Regions from separate parts of the Mus musculus genome. Here region 2 is linked to region 1. Evidence: chromatin contacts called from public promoter capture Hi-C data. All regions are on one chromosome and are shown on one strand. The core of a region is the stretch at or near the end of the contact, and the rest is flanking DNA. Distances in the headings are between cores, read along the strand shown.

Evidence for each region. Promoter capture Hi-C pulls out the DNA fragments that hold promoters and counts their contacts.
Region 2: a promoter capture Hi-C map of stem cell-derived epiblast-like cells shows a contact between it and region 1, with 2.0 times the contacts expected there. The contact joins the promoter of A530088E08Rik here to the enhancer-like site in region 1. A contact is called at or near these places in 4 of 39 promoter capture datasets (the C10 cell line, the HPC-7 cell line, liver and 1 more), 1 of 115 datasets of contacts at active chromatin or transcription factors (embryonic stem cells) and 3 of 9 other capture datasets (adipose tissue, liver and pancreatic islet).

Annotation. Positions count from the first base shown.
Region 1 is chr17:32,213,865-32,217,911 of GRCm38.p6, reverse strand. It overlaps Brd4 (bromodomain containing 4), which reads left to right. Exons shown (of 20, transcript NM_020508.4): 9 at 3,072-3,281. Among named protein-coding and RNA genes, the nearest start is that of Ephx3, 26 kb to the right of the region's middle. Within about 2 kb of position 1,956, at least 9 of the 459 cell types and tissues checked have an H3K27ac peak or open chromatin away from gene starts, as enhancers often do. A contact at or near this core is called in stem cell-derived epiblast-like cells, where this site is marked.
Region 2 is chr17:32,400,973-32,405,019 of GRCm38.p6, reverse strand. It overlaps A530088E08Rik (RIKEN cDNA A530088E08 gene), which reads right to left and starts at 2,006. Exons shown (of 1, transcript NR_029458.1): 1 at 212-2,006. It overlaps Rasal3 (RAS protein activator like 3), which reads left to right and starts at 1,439. Exons shown (of 18, transcript NM_001374604.1): 1 at 1,439-1,499; 2 at 1,621-1,964. The coding sequence starts at 1,637.

The sequences.
Region 1 (4,047 bases), core at 707-3,206:
ATGAGATGCCTGTTCTCAAGGAGAGTCCCTGTGAGGCAGGCAGGGGTGGAAGGTTCTTAGCATTATCTTTTGCCAGGCAGATCTCTATTCTGAAAGGCAGTTATCTTTGAAGCATCTTGGGGTTTTGTATTCTTTTTCTACAAATGTCCCCTATCAGAAATCTGTAAGAAGCCAGAAAGGGGAACACAAAGCTTTTACCTTGTTTACCTCTTTAAGAAGTATGGGGGAGGGGACACACTGAAGAAATGAGTAAATGGTTAAAAGTGCATTCTGTGCACCATGAGGTCTAGAATTTGGATCTCAGAACCTACCTCAAAGAAGGACACCGGATGCCCTCTTCAGGTCTCTATGCATACAGGTATGCAGACCTACTCTCTCTCCATAGGCATATTCTCACATAGATACATACACAAAATAAGTTTTTTTAAAAAGATTCATTTCAGGCCAGATAGTGGTGGCGCACGCCTTTTGATCCCAGCACTTGGGAGACAGAGGCTGGCGGATTTCTGAGTTCAAGGCCAGCCTGGTCTACAGAGTGAGTTTCAGGACAGCCAGGGCTATACAGAGAAACCTTGTCTCCAAAAAAGAAAACAAAATTCATTCCTTTGTTTGTTTGTTTGTTTGTTTATTATATGTATAATGTCCTGCCTGCATGTATGCCTGCCTGCAGGTTAGAAGAGGACACCACATCTCAGTAATAGATGGGTATGAGCCACTGTGTGGTTGCTGGGAACTGAAATCAGGACCTGTTGACGAGAAGCCAGTGATCTCAACCTCTTGAGCTATCTCTCCAACCCTGAACACAATTTAAATTTAAACCAACTTAAGTTTCTTTTCTTTTTCTTTTTCTTTTTTTTTTACATTTTTCGAGACAGGGTTTCTCTGTGTAGTCCTGGCTGTCCTGGAACTCACTCTGTAAACCACGCTGGCCTCGAACTCAGAAATCTGCCTCTCAAGTGCTGGGCGTGCGCCACCACACCCTGCCCAACTTAGGTTTCTTAATTAGGCTATGTTGCAGGAATAGAATTTACTTGGAAAAGTTATATAGAAAAGGAAAACTTCCTTTCCACCTTCATTCTAGAAGATTTGTAGTAACTGCAGCCCATGTGCTTACAGGACTTTAATTTGTTGAGGAGGTGGGCACAAGTTCCTTGTGGTTGTAATTGTTTAATAGGGAAAAAGAAACTGGAAAGACATTTGGCGCCTATTTTAGGTCCCAGAGGTAGGCAGGTTTTACTATGGGCCTTGGTTTGTTCAAGCTTCCTCCCAAGCACGTGGCACCGCCTACTGAACTTTCAATTTTTGTATCCCAAAATTTTAAATGGGTTTCTACTTCCAACTTTGGCTTCTGGACTGTTTCATCTGAGATAACTTAGACACTGTGACCCCCCCAGCACCTGAATTTGTATTGAAAGGGCTTTTACCTACCTACCTTCCTTCCTTCCTTCCTTCCTTCCTTCCTTCCTTCCTTCCTTCCTTCCTTCCTTCCTTCCCATTTTGGTTTTTCAAGACAGGGTTTCTCTGTGTAGCCCTGGCAGTCCTGGAACTTACTTTGTAGACCAGGCTGGCTTCAAACTCAGAAATCCACCTGCCTCTGCCTCCCAAGTGCTGGGATTAAAGGCGTGTGTCACCACACCCGACCTTATGATTTCTTTATCACATACAGCCTGCTTAGTATTCTAATACACACACACACACACACACACAGAGTTTACCTACATGAGCTGACCTAGGCCCTCTGCATATATGTTCGGTGACACCATCAATGTTGGATCCTCATTGGAACTCCTGGTTATTCTCTCGTTGCCCGTGTCATGGAGATCCTGCAGCTTTGGATCAGCAGGACTGGCCCAAGTGTTTGCAAATTATACTAAGTTTGGGATGAGCATACTCAGTGCCCTGGATCTGGGCATGGGAGGTAGCTGAGCTGGTCAGCACACTGGCTATCCCTTATTTGCACCACCAGGGTGAGTTCTCTAGCACTTCTCCAGGTAGGCCTCCCAAAATGACTCCATCAGCAGGAAAGTCAGGGTCAGCTTTCATGCCCTCAGGTGCTTTCTTGCACCCAATATCTCCAGAGCCAGCTCCAATCTGCTGCCCAGTCAAGGCTACTCCTAACTGCTGCAAGTACACTGTAGCTATCTTCAGACACTCCAGAAGAGGGCGCCAGATCTTGTTACAGATGGTTGTGAGCCACCATGTGGTTGCTGGGATTTGAACTTCAGACCTTCGGAAGAGCAGTCGGGTGCTCTTACCCACTGAGCCATCTCACCAGCCCGGTTATTCCATTCTTAAAGCAGGTCTTTAAAAAAAATCTTTCTGGGAAGCCAACCTTATTCCTTATATGTCTATTCTGTGAGTTGTTGTTGGATTGACTGTGGCCTCCCCAACATAGGCGGGAGGAGTACAGATTGCCAGTTGGTTGCCTGTGTGTGATTTGATTCCTAGGAGCACAGGCAGGGACTACTGCTCTATGAGTTCTGTAACTCCATGTAACTGTCAGCTGGTCTCAGAGTCTGTGTGTGTGTGTGTGTGTGTGTGTGTGTGTGTGTGTGTGTGTGTGTGTGTGTTCCTCTGCCCAGAATCCCAGTGGCTTCTGTGGCTTCTGCTCTGGTTGGTTATACTTCACAAGGTACCCCTTATTGCCATAAGCACTGTACACCGCTAGCCAGCATTCCTAGAGATGCATGATCCATAGGCTTATTCAGTTACATGGACTACTCCGAGTAATAGGAAGGCAGATGTAGACACATACACATGTGCATTCTACTGGGAATATTCAACTCAGCCTTTGCCAGCATTCTTTTCTCTATGTAGGAGGCCAGCAAAAACCTCATGTCAGAGAGCTCCAGACCTGTAAGGAGGTTTGGGCATCTTCTCTGGGGGTCTTGCTCATGGCCTAACACTTACTAAGAACCCTCAAACTAAAGTTCTCAGAAGACTAGTTTTTTTTTTGTTTGTTTGTTTTTTGTTTTTTTTTAACTTTGGTCACTGTTTCCTCCAAGGAACAAATCTGGTCCCAGGCATTCCGAGGGCTGAACACCCACATAAGCGTGGCTTTCTCTCCCCAGGATGTGTTTGAAATGCGCTTTGCCAAGATGCCTGATGAGCCTGAAGAGCCAGTTGTTACAGTGTCCTCTCCTGCAGTGCCACCCCCTACAAAGGTGGTAGCCCCACCCTCATCTAGTGACAGCAGCAGCGACAGTTCTTCCGACAGCGACAGTTCCACTGACGACTCTGAGGAAGAGCGAGCCCAGCGGCTGGCTGAACTCCAGGAACAGGTGAGAGAATCTGGTTTTATGTGCAGAAGCCAGGATAGTAGTTAGTTTCTCACGGGATTCTAAGAGATGTTCTCAACTCTACCTTTTTAAAAAGCTCCTTGTGGCATTTCCTCTTTCTCAGCAGCATGTTATTCCTACAGATAGATATGCTGTGTGTTTTGAGTAAAGGTGAGATACAGACATTTTCTGTGAGAATAGACTTTAGGATCCTGGGGCTGTTTGTTTGTCTACAATAATCTTACCTTTGAGTTAGTCACCAAGCCCTAGTGTTTCAGTTTACTCTTTACCTAACCCTTAGAAACCTTCCTCCGTCCTTCCTCCCTCTTCTCTGCCCTTCTACCCACTTCACTGCTCCTCTACCTCTGCACAATAAACCTCTCCCACGTGGAACCACCAAAAAAAAAAAAAGAAGCCTTTATCCCGGAAACATCCTGGGACTAAGATAGCCAGGAGATTTAGCATCTGTCAGGCTATTCAACTTCTCTGTTGTGGAGGACGGTAGCAGTCCTTGGAGATCAAGGAGTGGGTAAGCACACCTTAGGGATCTCATTAATGTGGCAGGAAGCCAGCGTGCCCTCTGCTTCTACCATACCCACAACTCAACACTCAGGTATACAGTTTTACATGATACAGAGCTATCCTCCAGGGTTTAGGTAGTGAGAAGAACATTTAGTCCTGGTAGTGGGTGTGTTAGTTTGCATCTGAGGCAGGTTCCCACTAAAAGTTTGGCTAGTAACTCAAAGAGATCCACCTACCTCTGCCTCTC
Region 2 (4,047 bases), core at 757-3,256, 190 kb before region 1:
CAAGGACGCATGAGCTCCCTTGGAACTGGAGTTCCAGGCAGTTGATAACTGTCACAGATTTAAGGAACTGAACAGTTTCTGGTCCTCTATAAGGACAGCCACACACTTCACTACGGAGCTGTCTCTCCAGCCCCAAGTCTGTGGCTTGTCATGTTGTCACATGCTTGGTTCTCAACTTCTCACTACTTTACTTTTCTTTCTTTCTTTCTTTCTTTCTTTCTTTCTTTCTTTTTTTTCTTCCTTCCTTCCTTTCTCTTTCTTTCTTTCTCTCTTTCTTTCTTACTTTCTTTCCTTCTTTCTTTCTTCTTTAGTTTTTTTATTCTTTGATACAGGGTCTTGCAGGAGAGCCCTGGCTCCCCCTTGAACTCACAAGCTTCCTGCCTCAGATTCCTAAGTACTAGATTTTTATGTGTGTGTGTAGTTATCACTCTGAGTAAAGGTTAGGACTCTATACTAGATGACTGAACTCACACAGGGTATACTCTTCAGCTTTTGCTTTTGTTCCGCACTGTGATTCGTCTGACATCATTAGTTAAAGAATTTATTCATTTTCCTTGCTATACGATACTCTTCGGTGTGGAAATGTCACTGAGTATTTGTCCAGCTGTCAGTGGACACCTGGGGTCTATGGAGTCCTTAGGTGCAGTGTTGGTGGCCATGTCTATTGGATGTCTGCCTAGCAGGGGAAATACTGGATCTGAGGAGAGCCACATAACCATGCTAGAACAAGGACTGGAGGTGTGGCACAATGAGGGCTACAACTGTCACGAACATGCAATCTTTAGTTCTAACTTAACACTGGTTTGGGGAACGTCTAGCCAAGAGTCCAAGGCCAGCCTGGGCTACAACACATGCCGTGAGCTCAAGGCCCGGTCTGTATAATAAAAAATGAAAAGACGGCTAGGCATGTGGCTAAGTAATAGAGCATAGGCCTTGCACCCAGGCCCTAGGTTCCACTCCCAAGGTGGAGGGGCTGGTGAATGGCTCAGCGGGTAATGTCACTTGCCATGTACGATCCGGAGTTCCAGCCTCCAATCTCACACAAAGGTGGGAGAGAACTGACTCTACCTCCACATGGCTGTCCTTTGATCACCATATGAGCACTATAGCATCCACACACACACAAATAATAAATCCATTCCAATAAAATTGTGGCAGCTTCCCTACATAAGTGAGTCTTTCCACACTCCGGCCACCAGGAGACTTTAGGGGGCCTTGCTAGCCAGCATTTATCCAAGATGTTCCCATTTCACAGAAGGCAACTGAAGCTCAAAGAGAAGTATGTACTGCCTCCTAGACCTTCTCGTCAGAAGCCAGAACTGCCAACCTCTCTTCCACCCCGCCACCTCCGCATCCTGCCCCCATCATGCCCTCCCAGCCTGACTGTAAAGGGGGGGGGGCGGGGGAGACAAGACAGGGTCACGTGGAGCTAGGTTCTGAGGAAGGAAGCTAGGCACAGTACAGACGGCTGCTGGTTCTGGACTGGCCAGGAAATCAAGGTAAGGGAGGGTGTACGTGTGGCATCCTCAAGTATGTTCCTGGAGGCGAAGCTGAGAAGAGACCAGGGAAGATGAAGCCAGAATGTGGGCAGACAATGTTCAGAACCTTTTGGTCTCGCAGCAGAGACTCCTCCGCCATGGACCCACCGTTGCAGAGTGAAGAAGATTCCCAAACGCAGCCCTCGCTGCCCTCTCCGCTGACATCCTACCGCTGGCACACTGGAGGCAGTGGGGAAAAGGCTGCTGGAGGGTTCCGCTGGGGCCGCTTTGCAGGCTGGGGAAGGGCCCTGAGCCATCAGGAGCCCATGGTGAACAGCCAGCCAGCCCCCAGATCTCTGTTTCGTCGGGTCCTCTCTGCACCCCCTAAGGAGTCACGGTCCAATCGCCTCCGGTTTTCCAAGACCCTGTGGGGAAGGCACAAGAACGTGGCACCACTGGAACCCAAGCCAAATCCGAAGGCCCCAGGTACGCTCTCCCCCAATCCAGCTGGGGCTAGGCTGGGTGGCCGGAAGCCTGGGTGTTTGTCTGTCAATCTAGCATCAGCCCTCTAGACACAGGAAGTTGTGGGGAGTATGAAAGCCCAGCAGGAAGCGGCTGGGGCCCCTAGCAGCGCTCATCTCTCTTTCCCCCTAAACTGGGGCGAGGAAGACTGGCAGGACCCGTAGGCAGCTGGGGTTCAGCTGAGAAAGGAGCATTGAATGGATGCATGCACCTTAGTACTGTGAGGATGTCTAATTGTTCTTGGCACTGACGGTTGTTGTCTTCGGTATCCAGTAGACCAAGCCGTTGGCTACATGTGGATTTGAGCTGCCATATATACATAGCCTATGTCTTACTTTGTTTCCTTGAATGTGAAATTCCCCTTCTCTGCCTTAAAGACAACATTCATTCATTCATTCATTCATTCATTCAAGCAGATGTTCATTCAGTGTGTGTGTGTGTGTGTGTGTGTGTCCTTTATCACAACACGTGTTGAGGTCAGAGGACAACCTGCATTTATTTATTTATATTAGAAAGGAGCAAGCAAGCCATGGTTCCTGGAGTCAAAGGACAACTTTCAGGAGTCAGTTCTCTCCTTCAATTACGTGAGTCCTGGGGATCAAACTCAGACAGCCTTGGAGGCAAGCACCTTTATTTGCTGAGCCATCTTGCTGGGCCAAGCAGAAGTTTTTTGAGCATCGAATTGGTCCCTGAGTGAAGCACTAAGGAGAGATGTCAGCAAAGCAGATGACACTCCCTGCCCTGTGGAGTTCACGTTGTAGTGGGTGGGGGAGGAACAGTTACAAACCTGCTGCAAAATGAGAACTGGGAGACTAGTGGACACTAGGAAGATTAGAGACCAGGGCCTAGCATATACTAAGAGATCCAATTGTAGGAAAGAGTTAGGGCCTCGGATGTGGCTCGGTGATAGAGCACTTGCTTAACATGGGAGGGGTTGTGGGATTGTGGGTTTTACACCCACCACCAAGAAAAAAAGAAGAGTTGTATGTATCACCTCTAGTGGTAAAATCGGGTTGAAAATACACCTAAAAGGTTGGTTCCGGGCTGGAGAGATGGCTCAGTGGTTAAGAGCTCTGACTGCTCTTCTGAAGGTCATGAGTTCAAATCCCAGCAACCACATGGTGGCTCACAACCATCCATAATGAGATCTGATGCCCTCTTCTGGTGTGTCTGAAGACAGTTACAGTGTACTTACATATAATAAATAAATAAATCTTTAAAAAAAAGAAAGATTGGTTGAGCTGGCGTTTGCTGGAAGCTCATGGTTAGTTCAGCTCTTTTCCTGGAAAGTTTTGAAATGCCTTCCATTCATCAGGGTTAGGACTACTAAAATCCCAGCACTTGGAAGGCAGGAGCAGGAAGATGATCAGTCTTGAGTTCTAGGCCTGCGTAAGCCATGTAACAAGGCTTTATCTCAAAACAACTGAGGCTCTGGCGAGGTGACCGGCAAGTCAAAGCACCTGGTGGAAACCCTGAGCCCACATGGCCAAGGAGAGACTGACACCTAAGTGTTGCCCTTCCCCTTCCTGAACCCACACAAATAAATCAATAAAGTCAAGCTGTTCTCCGGCCTCCACTTGTGCCATGGCAAATGTGTGTGCACAAGCACAAACTAAATAAATGTCATAGAAACAGCTCAGCCTTCATGTTATATTTAGAAAAGTGGTTTCATATTATGGGGATTTTTTTTTCCAAGATAGGCTCTTGCTGCATAGACCTGGCTGTCCTCAGACTCACAGATCTGCCTGTCCCTGTCTCCTGTTTGTGGGGATTAAAGGTGTGCACCACCAGGCCCAATTCTTTCTTTCTTTCTTTCTTTCTTTCTTTCTTTCTTTCTTTCTTTCTTTCTTTCTTTTTTTCTTCCTTCCTTCCTTCCTTCTTTCCTTCCTTCCTTCTTCCTTTCTTTTTTTCCAGTTTAGGGACTCACACACAAAAGGCAAGTGCTCTACTACTGGGCTAAGCGCCCAGCCCTGCAGCAGTATTCTGAGGCCCTGTAAAGTGCCAGAGCTGGCCCACTACACAGGCTCCAGACAGTGCTTTCTACCAA